Linked DNA regions of Zea mays: region 2 is linked to region 1. Evidence: chromatin contacts called from public Hi-C data. All regions are on one chromosome and are shown on one strand. The core of a region is the stretch at or near the end of the contact, and the rest is flanking DNA. Distances in the headings are between cores, read along the strand shown.

Region 1 (4,811 bases), core at 1,319-3,818:
ATGTATGAGACCGTGAGTACGAGAGAAAGCCAAACAATACATCTGTGGAAAAAAAACAACAATTCTATATACGGCTTTGATTTAAGCTTAACAATTCTATACGTTTCGTGAGTACGAGAGAAAAGTTAGGTTGTCTTAGCTTCCCACACATCAGAGTAGCTCTTCTTCCAAGCTAGAGGCTTGTAATATTATACACGCTTTGATATATGGATCCACTATCGGAAAAGGACGTAGGTATCACATACTCTATAGCCCAAACCTCCGTAAAAACCATAGTGTCTCTCTTTACATTACTATGCTAGCAATATCATGATCTGGTAAGCAAATTCTACGGCATCAGAAGTCACTCTGCGCTCCATAATCGATTCTTCATTGATACTTAGGGGTACCTTGGTCTCGTTACCATGATAATATTAATATATTATAAGTAATGTATGTATAGTCAATAACCATTAATTAGAATGAGTACCCTCTTTAGTACTTGCTGGTATGGTGGATACATCCGGTATTAAAGGTTCTCTTAATACTAGTATCGTGTGTTTAGAAGGTGGCTTCTCTACAACTAAGTAACAATTTTAGTACCAGTAGGCAGTAGCGGATCCAGAGGGGGGCTGGGTGGGCTCCAGCCCCCTGCGCCGACAGCTTACAAGTAGAAGGGAGTAAGGGAGAGGAATAAAGAAGAGGAGAAAGAGAGAGGAAGCGAGAGGAAGGAAGAAGAAGGTGAAGAGAAAAAGAGGAAGAATATGAGGAAAAAAGAAGAAGATAGTTAGCTTCTAGCTCCCTCCATGGATCTGGATCCGCCACTGCCAGTAGGAGGCAAGAAGCGATACTAAATGTGTACTTAGATTGTAACTTCTCTGCAGCTATATAATCTTATTTATAGGATGTTTAGTTTTTAGATACTAATTTTTAGTTTCTCTATTTTATTCTTTAAATTGCTAAATATGGAAACTAAAACTTTTACTTTCCATATTTAATAATGCAGGGGACTAAAATGAAATAAAATAAAGTGACTAAATATTAGTCTCTAGAAATTAAACACCCCCTTACTACAAGTTGCAACCAACAACTATTACTAAAAACATCAACTAACATCGGATCAAACAATCAACGCAACTTTTAGTTCCAGTTGCGTACTATATGACCGGTACTAATGTTCTTTTATCGGGTAAGAGCATCTCCAACAATGTCTCAAATAGTTGTCTTATATTTAAATATAAGTCTCAGTTAAAAAATCAACTCCAACATTGTCTTAATTTAGAATTTTTTATATAAAAATATAGGACAACATCTCAAGTGTCCCAGATTTGAGGAACCCATAGGCACTGCCCCATGTGGAGGTGCAACTAGAACTGGACGAAATACTCGTGGCTCGATAACTCGCTCCACTCGGTTCGTTTTAATTTTGTAGCGAGCCAAGATAGCATTCCAGCTCGGTTGTCTAATGAGCCAGCTCGGGTTAGCTCATGAGCTAGCTCGCAGAGCCAAATGAGCCAAGCCATAACACAAGTTTGTCTAGTTGTTGGTGTTATCTCATCTCTCATAGTCTTGCCTTCTCGTAGTTATGATCTGTGATATAGACATGTGTGGATGTGCCATGTGCTCAAATATTTGCATTATTGCATGACTACATACCTATATTGCATATTTAATATTTGATTATTGGTTATGATTTTGTGAACTTTGTTTTCTAGCAGCATATGATGTTAGTATTGTGCAATGAAATGTTACATATTTGTGGAATAGATGATGAACTGCTTTATAATGATACTTGTTGCTACTTTATTATAATAAAAGAGTTTGTAAATATGTACGTTAATACATATTTGGTTATTCAATTTAATATTGAAAGTTAGAAGCTATGACGACACTATGTTAATAATATTATAAAGGTTTTGGGTTTATAGTGTTAAACATCTAAATATGATTTTTCGGTTACATATATTTATATACATATATCTTTGTATTTAGTTGTATGGCTCGCGAGTCTAACAAGCTGGCTCAAGCTCCCTAACGAGCCGAGCTAAATATTTAGCTCGTTAGTATAACGAGCTGAGCTGGCTCGTTATAGTAACGAACTATAACGAGCAAAACTATTATAAGCTGAACTGGCTCGATATTCACCCTAGACGCAACAGATTGAAGTTTCACATGATCGTTTTTTCTTTCCTCTACCTCTTCCCGCGTCTCATTGCCGCCCTGCCCCGTCTCCCTGCATCCGCCGGTCTGTGCCTTCTCCCTGCCCTCGCCATTTGCAGGGTCGGACCGACGCCTTCTTCCTGCCCCCGCCGTTCTGAGCGTCGGTGTCAGCACAGCTGCTCCAGGCAAACATGAGGTACAGGCTTTCAGAGGCAGGAACCATGGACGAAGACGAGCAGCATTAGGAAAATGTCACGAGGCCACGTAGACGGAGGCGTGCGAGTGTTCCGGGTAATTGGGCCGGACTGAGCTTGCTGGGCTTTGTAAGCGCGTGCGTCGTAGGTTGGCCCGAGAGAGGAATATATGGTGCCAATGTGAATTAGGAAAGCTATCACACAAGAAGAACCTGAACTTTCAGGCGAACACCTCCTCTTTGTTCTTCTCCAATACATCTTGCTGTGTTCCATCTCTTCTGGTTTCCCGTATCTCGAGTGTTAACATTTGGTATCCGATTAAGTCATCCTAGATCCACTTGTTGATGTGCCATGGCGACCCCGATCTTCCACAATAGAGCATCAAGACGCCGCCATCCGCAAGCTGCTCGATGAAATGCGACTCATGGAGACGCTTGTCCGAGCGCATCAGCCCTGTGACGAGACGTCTCAAGAAGAGCCCTGTGACGAGACGTCTCAAGGGTCCCATCTTCGACGTGGAGCCCTGTTTCCACCGCCGCATCCTCAATTCGGATCCAATCTCTCCCTACGACTAGGTCGATCTGCTTTCGGTCGTCCGTGTCGCGGCCCCGAGCTCCCGGGATTTGCTTCCTCCACTGGGCATCCGTGCTGTGCCGAGCAGCTACGTCGCGAGCGGGCATCCACAGGAGGTGGTCGGCGTCGACGTCCGAGCCGACACGCTGCAGGATCTTCTCCTGCTTCGCCTCCAGCTCGGACAGCACGACAGAGAACTTGTCCAGCCCTCGCGACGAGTCGAGTCGGCTACTCGCGTCGAGTCGAGCGTTCCTAGGGCCTCCAGCACCGAGATGGACAGGGAGTTCAGCGCCGCCTTCGTCACAGCATCAGCCGCCTCCGGCACCAGCGCCCTCGAGGAAGCGCAGCTGCACCTCAACGACCTCTACACAATCGCCACCGAGGGGATTGACACGGCCATCGCGACGACGCGGAGGGAGAGCAAGCCCGTGTACATCAGCGTGAGCTGCAACCTGGTCGGCCTCTCCCACCCGACCTTCAGTCGAGAGCCGGTACCCCTATTCAAGAGCTTCGGCGGCCCGGTCGACATCGTCAAGAACGACCAGCCGTACGTCCTGTTCGACGACAGCAAGCGATGCGTCTGCAGGTCCATCGACGAGGACGACGAGGTTCCCAACACATTGCCCACCAGGTGTTTTAGGAATGGTTTCATATTCGTATAGAGCTTCTCGCCTCCATTCAATTGCAGCTGGGATGCCGTGCCGCATAGGCAACCTTGGCCACCACCACATATGCAAGTTGAGTTTGGATATAGCCATGATGATTTACGTACAATTCCATGGTCGTCTCTCAACATAGTAGTTCATGAGGTTGCTATTGGGGAGTATTGCATTTTTGTCCAAGAAACCTCCATGGCCACCTCCAGCTCATCAATATTTCAGATCTATGCATACTGAAACTGTGGGAAGTTGGAAACACGAGATGGTGACTACAGAGTGGAGTTTCCATATGCTCATTCAAGGAGAACGACAACAACAATGGGGCGGTACTGTTGAACTGGCTTGGCAGAGGGATAGCATAATGGTGCCCAAGTGGCTTGCTAATAGAGTGATGGCATTTCTAATAATATATAGTGAGGCCATTATAGTTCTTCTCTGTTGTGCAATCACTATGGCCCTTTTATTGCTAGAATTACTCAAACTCAAGGATAATTGGCAGTGTTCTGTTTGCTTGGAACCAACACATCTTGGTATCGCTAGTGGTTGCTTCCTAGAGGGATGTGTCATTGCCAATCTATGTGGTTGTGTGGTACTGACAGGATGTGGCCATATAGCCAGTGATATACATGTGCTAGTTCTGTTGATAGCTGATGAGCTAATTCAAGAGCAAAACCAGACGAATCGCAATGGAGGTGGAGGCAATACAAATGCCATAATGTCAATTCAACAAGATTCGGTTCAGTTTTGTATTTCTTTCACATTGAATGATTGTTGTTCCATGTGTTTGGTTGTCCGTTGGAAACCACCATGACTACTTCAAACTCGACAGGACATCAGTGCTGAACTGCGACCAGTACTGTGGCCCTCCTTCAGAGCATTCCATGAAGCTACTGCAAGGTGGTGGTGTTTGAGTTGGATCAGGCTACAAACATGGCTATCTTCAGGTTGGTGCTATTCTGGGTACCAAAGCGAGATGCTGCAGATATTGTCAAGGATCACCCCTTCTATGTTTGCAATATGGCTCAGTTCAAATTCATATGATGCGCATTATTCTCATATGAATTTAATGGCATGCATGACTCTGGTCCGTCTCAGTTGCTTCGGTAACATGCTAATTCTCACGATGCAATCTGTCAGCTATATGGTGCTCGCACTCTACATATTCGGGTACCATACACATCTCCAGGTTGTTGTCCCTGTTCTCATAGTTCGCGTCACTGCTTTGTACAAGGTAGAGATTGCTTGC
Region 2 (5,415 bases), core at 2,545-5,044, 540 kb before region 1:
AAGCCAGAAAATTCCTTGTGAAAGATATAAGTTGACAGAGGGGAAAAGAAGAAAAGAAAAAATAATGTGTCTTCACTTACTTTCTCTCATTTGAGCTTGGTTTTAGATCTCTATCAACTATCCCACGAGTCAAGCTCCTAGCAAGCTTTAACTGCTTGTGCTCAGATGGATTGGTTCTTCCAAGTTCAGGGTCCCATACAGTAACCAGTTCATTTGATAATGATACTGGGGCCGGTGTATAAAAATTTGCTCCAGATTCCTGCATGGACAAGTAACACTCAGCATTTCTCTGGTGAAGATAAAATTACACTTTCTATAACTTGCAAGCAGGAGAAGTCATGTTCAGATAAATATTATATGACTCAACAACATCAAAATGTGAATTCCTCCAAGTATGAAAGTAGCAGAAGACCATTGACCATTCTTAATACACAATGATCACCTTGTGCACCAAAACAAAGCGAGATCAATTTTACAGGTAAAAGAATCATGTAGCTGCATAGTGAGTTATAGGAAAAAAATAGCTCAGTGCCATAACATATATGTATAACAAGGTCAGTAATGTTAACCTGGAAGACAATTCTATGTTCGAAACTGCACAATTCAACAACCAGACTAGGGTACAAATTGGCCTTCCTCTCACACTCTTTTTCCATAGCTTTGTCCATAGCACTGAAGGCAAGACGATCAAGCCAATCAACATGTTGTATCTGCCCTCTCTCATACTTGTTAACAAGCCTTTCCAAACGTTCTATCTCACCCCTCTCATTCCTAGGAACCTATAAGTTACATAGAAAAAAGGTAAGTCCACCTTGAAGTAATAAGTAAAAACGAAGTGAGAGATTAGCTGGGAGAGGACTAAAACAGATGAATCCTGAGTTCAAGAAAAGTAGATCTGAGTGTTACCTTGCCAGGAGTTGTGGTGGGGACTCCTCCATCTGCCTCCTTTGTGGGCCACAGCCGCAGCTTCTGTCTTCCTGTTTTAAGCTGCCTTTTGCTGTTAAAAAGAAATATGGTGGCTCCACCGACAACCTCAGGGTTCTCACCAGATGAGACATCCCACACCTACATCAGAGATTAAAAAACATAGGAAGCTAAAACACAAGGAAAACCATACAGGTGAGCACTCCATAAATCATGCTGGACACCAATGATCTTATGAACTGAATTTATTAACATCATAAACCACAATACTCATTGGGCATAGCAAAGTTACTTCCCTAATATAATGTGTTATCACTACCATCAAGGTATAATCAGGTCATTAAATTTGATTCACCATTAAGGTGATCTCCAATAAAATTGATAGAAAAAACATCCTATTTGTTTATTCAGGGTGCATGTGGAAATAAATCAATGCCTCCACTTAAATGAGAAGCTAAACTTTCTACCATAAAAAGAGCTACACAACATGTTGAGCATGAACCATCTAATGACATATTTTTATCAGATTAAACATATGTGCTCAACTTTTTGAACCATCATACTCACACGGAACCCCTCCACATGCCTGCTAAAAAAATATCAACCTTGATACCCACAAAGATACAATTTCTTTCGTTAAGAACTACTCTGCAGGGATGTTTTCACCTAGCTCTTGTAACCTTTTTATTTTTAATGAAATGACATACAGCTCTCATGCATAGTTTGAGGGAAAAAAACAACTGATGTGTGGTGTACATTGTACAAATCCAAGAAATATACCGTAAATGCAAGCTGCGAGAGGGATGTTAGGTCCCTGTATTTGGTACTTAATGTTATGAGCTCATTCCAACAGTATTTCGGTCCAGAAGGTTCCAACCTAGCGTGAGAAAAAATGTGCATTGAAATTCCAAGAAACAGAACTGGTGAGTGCAGTCAATTGGTTTAAATAATTATAGAATATATAAAAATAAAAATATGTACCTTGTTTTTACAGGCAACCCAAATTGGATCCCATCGATGTATAGCTTGCACTCAACAAAGAGCTCTGGGACTTTTTGGTCGGTCAACAAGATATGTTCTGGAAACAGGAAATTTTGACGATTGTGAAATATATATGTGTATTTGTGTGTGTAAGACAAAGACGAACAACATATTAATCATTTTAATTATGGTGATGCATACTAGCGAACTCAAGAAAGTTTTTTTACAGCAGTATAGAACAAAGAAATAAAAAATTTTGCTTCTCCTATGGGATAAAATGCTGACCGGTATTCTCAAATAAGCATGAAAGCTGTGTACCATTGCATTGAGAAGAAAACAGGTAGTGTGGAGGATTGAGATGCATTAAGGAGAAGAAAACAGGTAGTGTGGAGGAACGAAGATAAACATTGAATTAAGGCATGTTTGGATCAGCTAGAGCTAGTTATTAGCTGAGACTAAAAATTTGGCCAAATTAGCCAGCTAACAATTAGTTGGAGGCTAGGCTAAATAATAACCCACTTATTAGCCCCTGTTTGGATGGCTAGAGCTAATTTTGGCTAATTTTTAGCTAGCTAAGAGCAACTCCAAAAGGATGTTAAAAATTTTACCCCAAAAATTGATTATTAAGAGCATGCTAAAAAATATTAAGAGTGAATTATGATGGGTACTCCAACAGTTCCTTTAAATGTGACATGTGGCACAATCTGTACAGTCGTCGAGATGCTGTGGATGATCCGATGCGTTGAGGAATGGATTGGGGAGGGATGGAACACACCAAAATATGAGGGAGAGGAGGCTATGGATGCGGGACGCTAATTTTTTGGGGGAAGAATGAGGGAGCTGTTGGAGTAAGAAAAACCACTATTCTTGACTAATATCTGTTTTGGGGTTAGTTTACACGTTCATTTGGAGTTGCTCTAACAATTAGCCCTTGGTATCCAAATAAGCACTTAGAACCGAAAAGAGATCAGCGCAGTGTAATAACAGTACAAACAGTTAAATCCTGTGATGGTAGCAGTTACAAATCTGCAAATGAGAATATAGGAATATTGGATTCAGATCGCTGTTGGGGGCGAATTTGTTGAGTGAAAAGCATTGGAAAACGATGAGTTTTTGTAGCCGGTGGTAGCACGGCGAGCACATCAGGGCCGAATTGGCAAGCAAATTGAGGTGGAGAAGAGAGATAGTAGTGACGTACCTGCGTGGAGAACACGGAAGGCAAGCGGGTGGCTGATGTCGCAGGACAAGAAGAAACGGAACTCGTTGCCGCCGCCGACCATCTTTTGGTGATGAAGAACTGAGATGTCGCGGGAGAGGAACTGGGGAAAGAGTGACCGTATCAACAACGCTCAAAAGTCAAAACGTCTGCGGTCGCTTGCTATGAACGGCCTGGGAAGGAAGAGAACGGTGAGGAGAAGCGGCGGCGGGCGGAGGCGGGTGGGGCGATTGCAGCAGGGGGCGACGAGTGGAGGGCTTGGGGTTTGCTGATCCTCTTATTCTCCCTCCTTTTCTGCGTGTGCAGGCGGCGGTTGAGACGAGGAGGAGAGAGGCGGCGGCGGCGAAGCGTGCCGGCGAGGAGACGGCGGTTGCGTGACTCCCGCGGCGAGGATTCGCTGGGTGTGGATGAAGCACCTCGACCCGAACCCTCCGACTTTTTTCTGTTATAATATTGATTTTGTGGGGTTTCTCTCGTTTGGTACTCTCAATTTAATCTTCTATTTATAAATTAATTTATCCTTAAAAATAGTACTCTAACCTTTTCTAATCATTTTGTTTTTTATTTCTCACTATTGACTGTATTGCATCTATCTATTTTCTTCTCTCCTTGCTCCCCAATCGTCGGCTCGACTCCTCTCTTTTCTCGCATAAAGCATCACACCGACAGCAAAAAAAACATTGCAGCAGCACACTGACGCTGCTAGATGGTGATCGTGCGGCCAACGGTTACCCCTTGCTACAGTCTGAACAACCAACCAGACAAAAGATAGCAGTGTTGCTCATCATCTTGCACTACTGCATCTTTGCCTCGATTATTTGTGTTTCTGTTATTTATATACCTGCGAGAGTAACGATAGGGTCAACTTATGTGCTGAGAAATAAAAAAGAAAATAAAAATGTTTAAAAAGGGGTTAGAATACTATTTTGAAGGATGAATCAACTTGTAGATACTATTATAGAGGACTAAGATGAGAGTACTAAGAGAGAAGCCTATTAAAATCAGTACTATAATAGTAAATAACTCGAACCCTCCTCCCTGGTCCAACCACTTGTTTTAGCAGTCCACCCGTTAAACTTGCCCACGTGGATGATAGAGCCTAGTCCGTTTAGCCCGAAGAAACATGCGACACAGCCGATGGACTGCAATGGTGTCAGGCTGGCTGCCGGCGGGCGACGAGCCGACGATCTGCAGACTACAGGGCACCGGCGATGGGAATGCAACGGTGGTGGGTGGCGGTGGTGGGCTAGTGGCTGGCGTACAACCGGAGAGGCGGTGCCGCGGCAGACACGGGCGCACAGCCGCACGCGCACGCCCAGTCGCCTACTCCGCTCGCCGGCGGTCGGCCTCGCCCACACGGCCGCCACGGGGAGGGGACTCAGGGGAGCGGACGAGCAGTGGGGTCGTCAGAGCTGGATTGGTGTAACGACTCCGATCAACTCAGAACACGACAGAATGGCGACGAGCAGCGCTCCTGGTGCACCACCTCTTGTGAAGTAACTTGGAACTAGAAATCCATACAAAGCTTTGTTCCGCCTATCTATTGGCGGAGCTAGGATCTCCTCAGATGTAGGGCTTAATATAACATTAACTTTTTTACAGGCTGAAAAATTTAAATCACGCAATACATAGATAGTGGCACATATGAACTATATTTGAACATAATAATTATAATTTAACATAAAATTAACTTAGACAAGTGGTTATCTAATTAAAAATATAGATCTTCATCTTAATGATCCATTCATTGATTGTTTGGGTTGCTTTTGTCAACAACCGAAAGACTTCCTAAAATTGAATGATATTATGTTATTATATACATTATCAAATAAAATGATCTAAAAAGTATCGAAAGTATAGGATTGTAAAAACTAAATATAGCACTCTTCATATTGTATAGGTATATTGTATAGGTGTAGGCAAGATATATATATATATATATATATGATACGTGTTAGATAAATTTGGCAAAATAAATTAAACGAATTTTGCCAAAACATTGACATATTATCTAAGATGAGTCCTAGCATCACTAGTTCTCTCATATGCTAATTGGAACGGTGAGGAGGGATTGACGTATAACAGAAATAACTAATGTTTTTCTAGAAGGCATAGCACAGTGATTCACTTATTCTGTCCCATAGCTTCTACGCAAAAGCAGGCACGAAAAAAAGAAACACATTTAGCTTGCTGGCATGTTGCTGCCTCTAGAGGATACTTAGCCCAAGAGTAGGGCTTGGGCCCTACTAACCATAGGTCTGGTTCCGTCACTGGTTATATCTCATATAGATTGG

What was found. Hi-C and Micro-C count contacts between places; a contact is called where the count stands out from the background.
Region 2: a contact with region 1 is called in a Hi-C map of ear, with 2.0 times the contacts expected there. The contact joins the promoter of LOC103653397 here to the promoter of LOC103653394 in region 1. A contact is called at or near these places in 2 of 25 Hi-C or Micro-C datasets (ear and tassel).

What each region holds. Positions count from the first base shown.
Region 1 is chr4:73,995,050-73,999,860 of Zm-B73-REFERENCE-NAM-5.0, reverse strand. It overlaps LOC103653394, which reads left to right and starts at 2,568. Exons shown (of 1, transcript XM_008680310.3): 1 at 2,568-4,811. The coding sequence starts at 3,711. The coding sequence ends at 4,376.
Region 2 is chr4:74,537,268-74,542,682 of Zm-B73-REFERENCE-NAM-5.0, reverse strand. It overlaps LOC103653397 (phosphatidylinositol 3-kinase, root isoform), which reads right to left and starts at 3,794. Exons shown (of 18, transcript XM_008680312.3): 1 at 3,104-3,794; 2 at 1,906-2,002; 3 at 1,705-1,801; 4 at 907-1,065; 5 at 570-779; 6 at 81-259. The coding sequence starts at 3,185.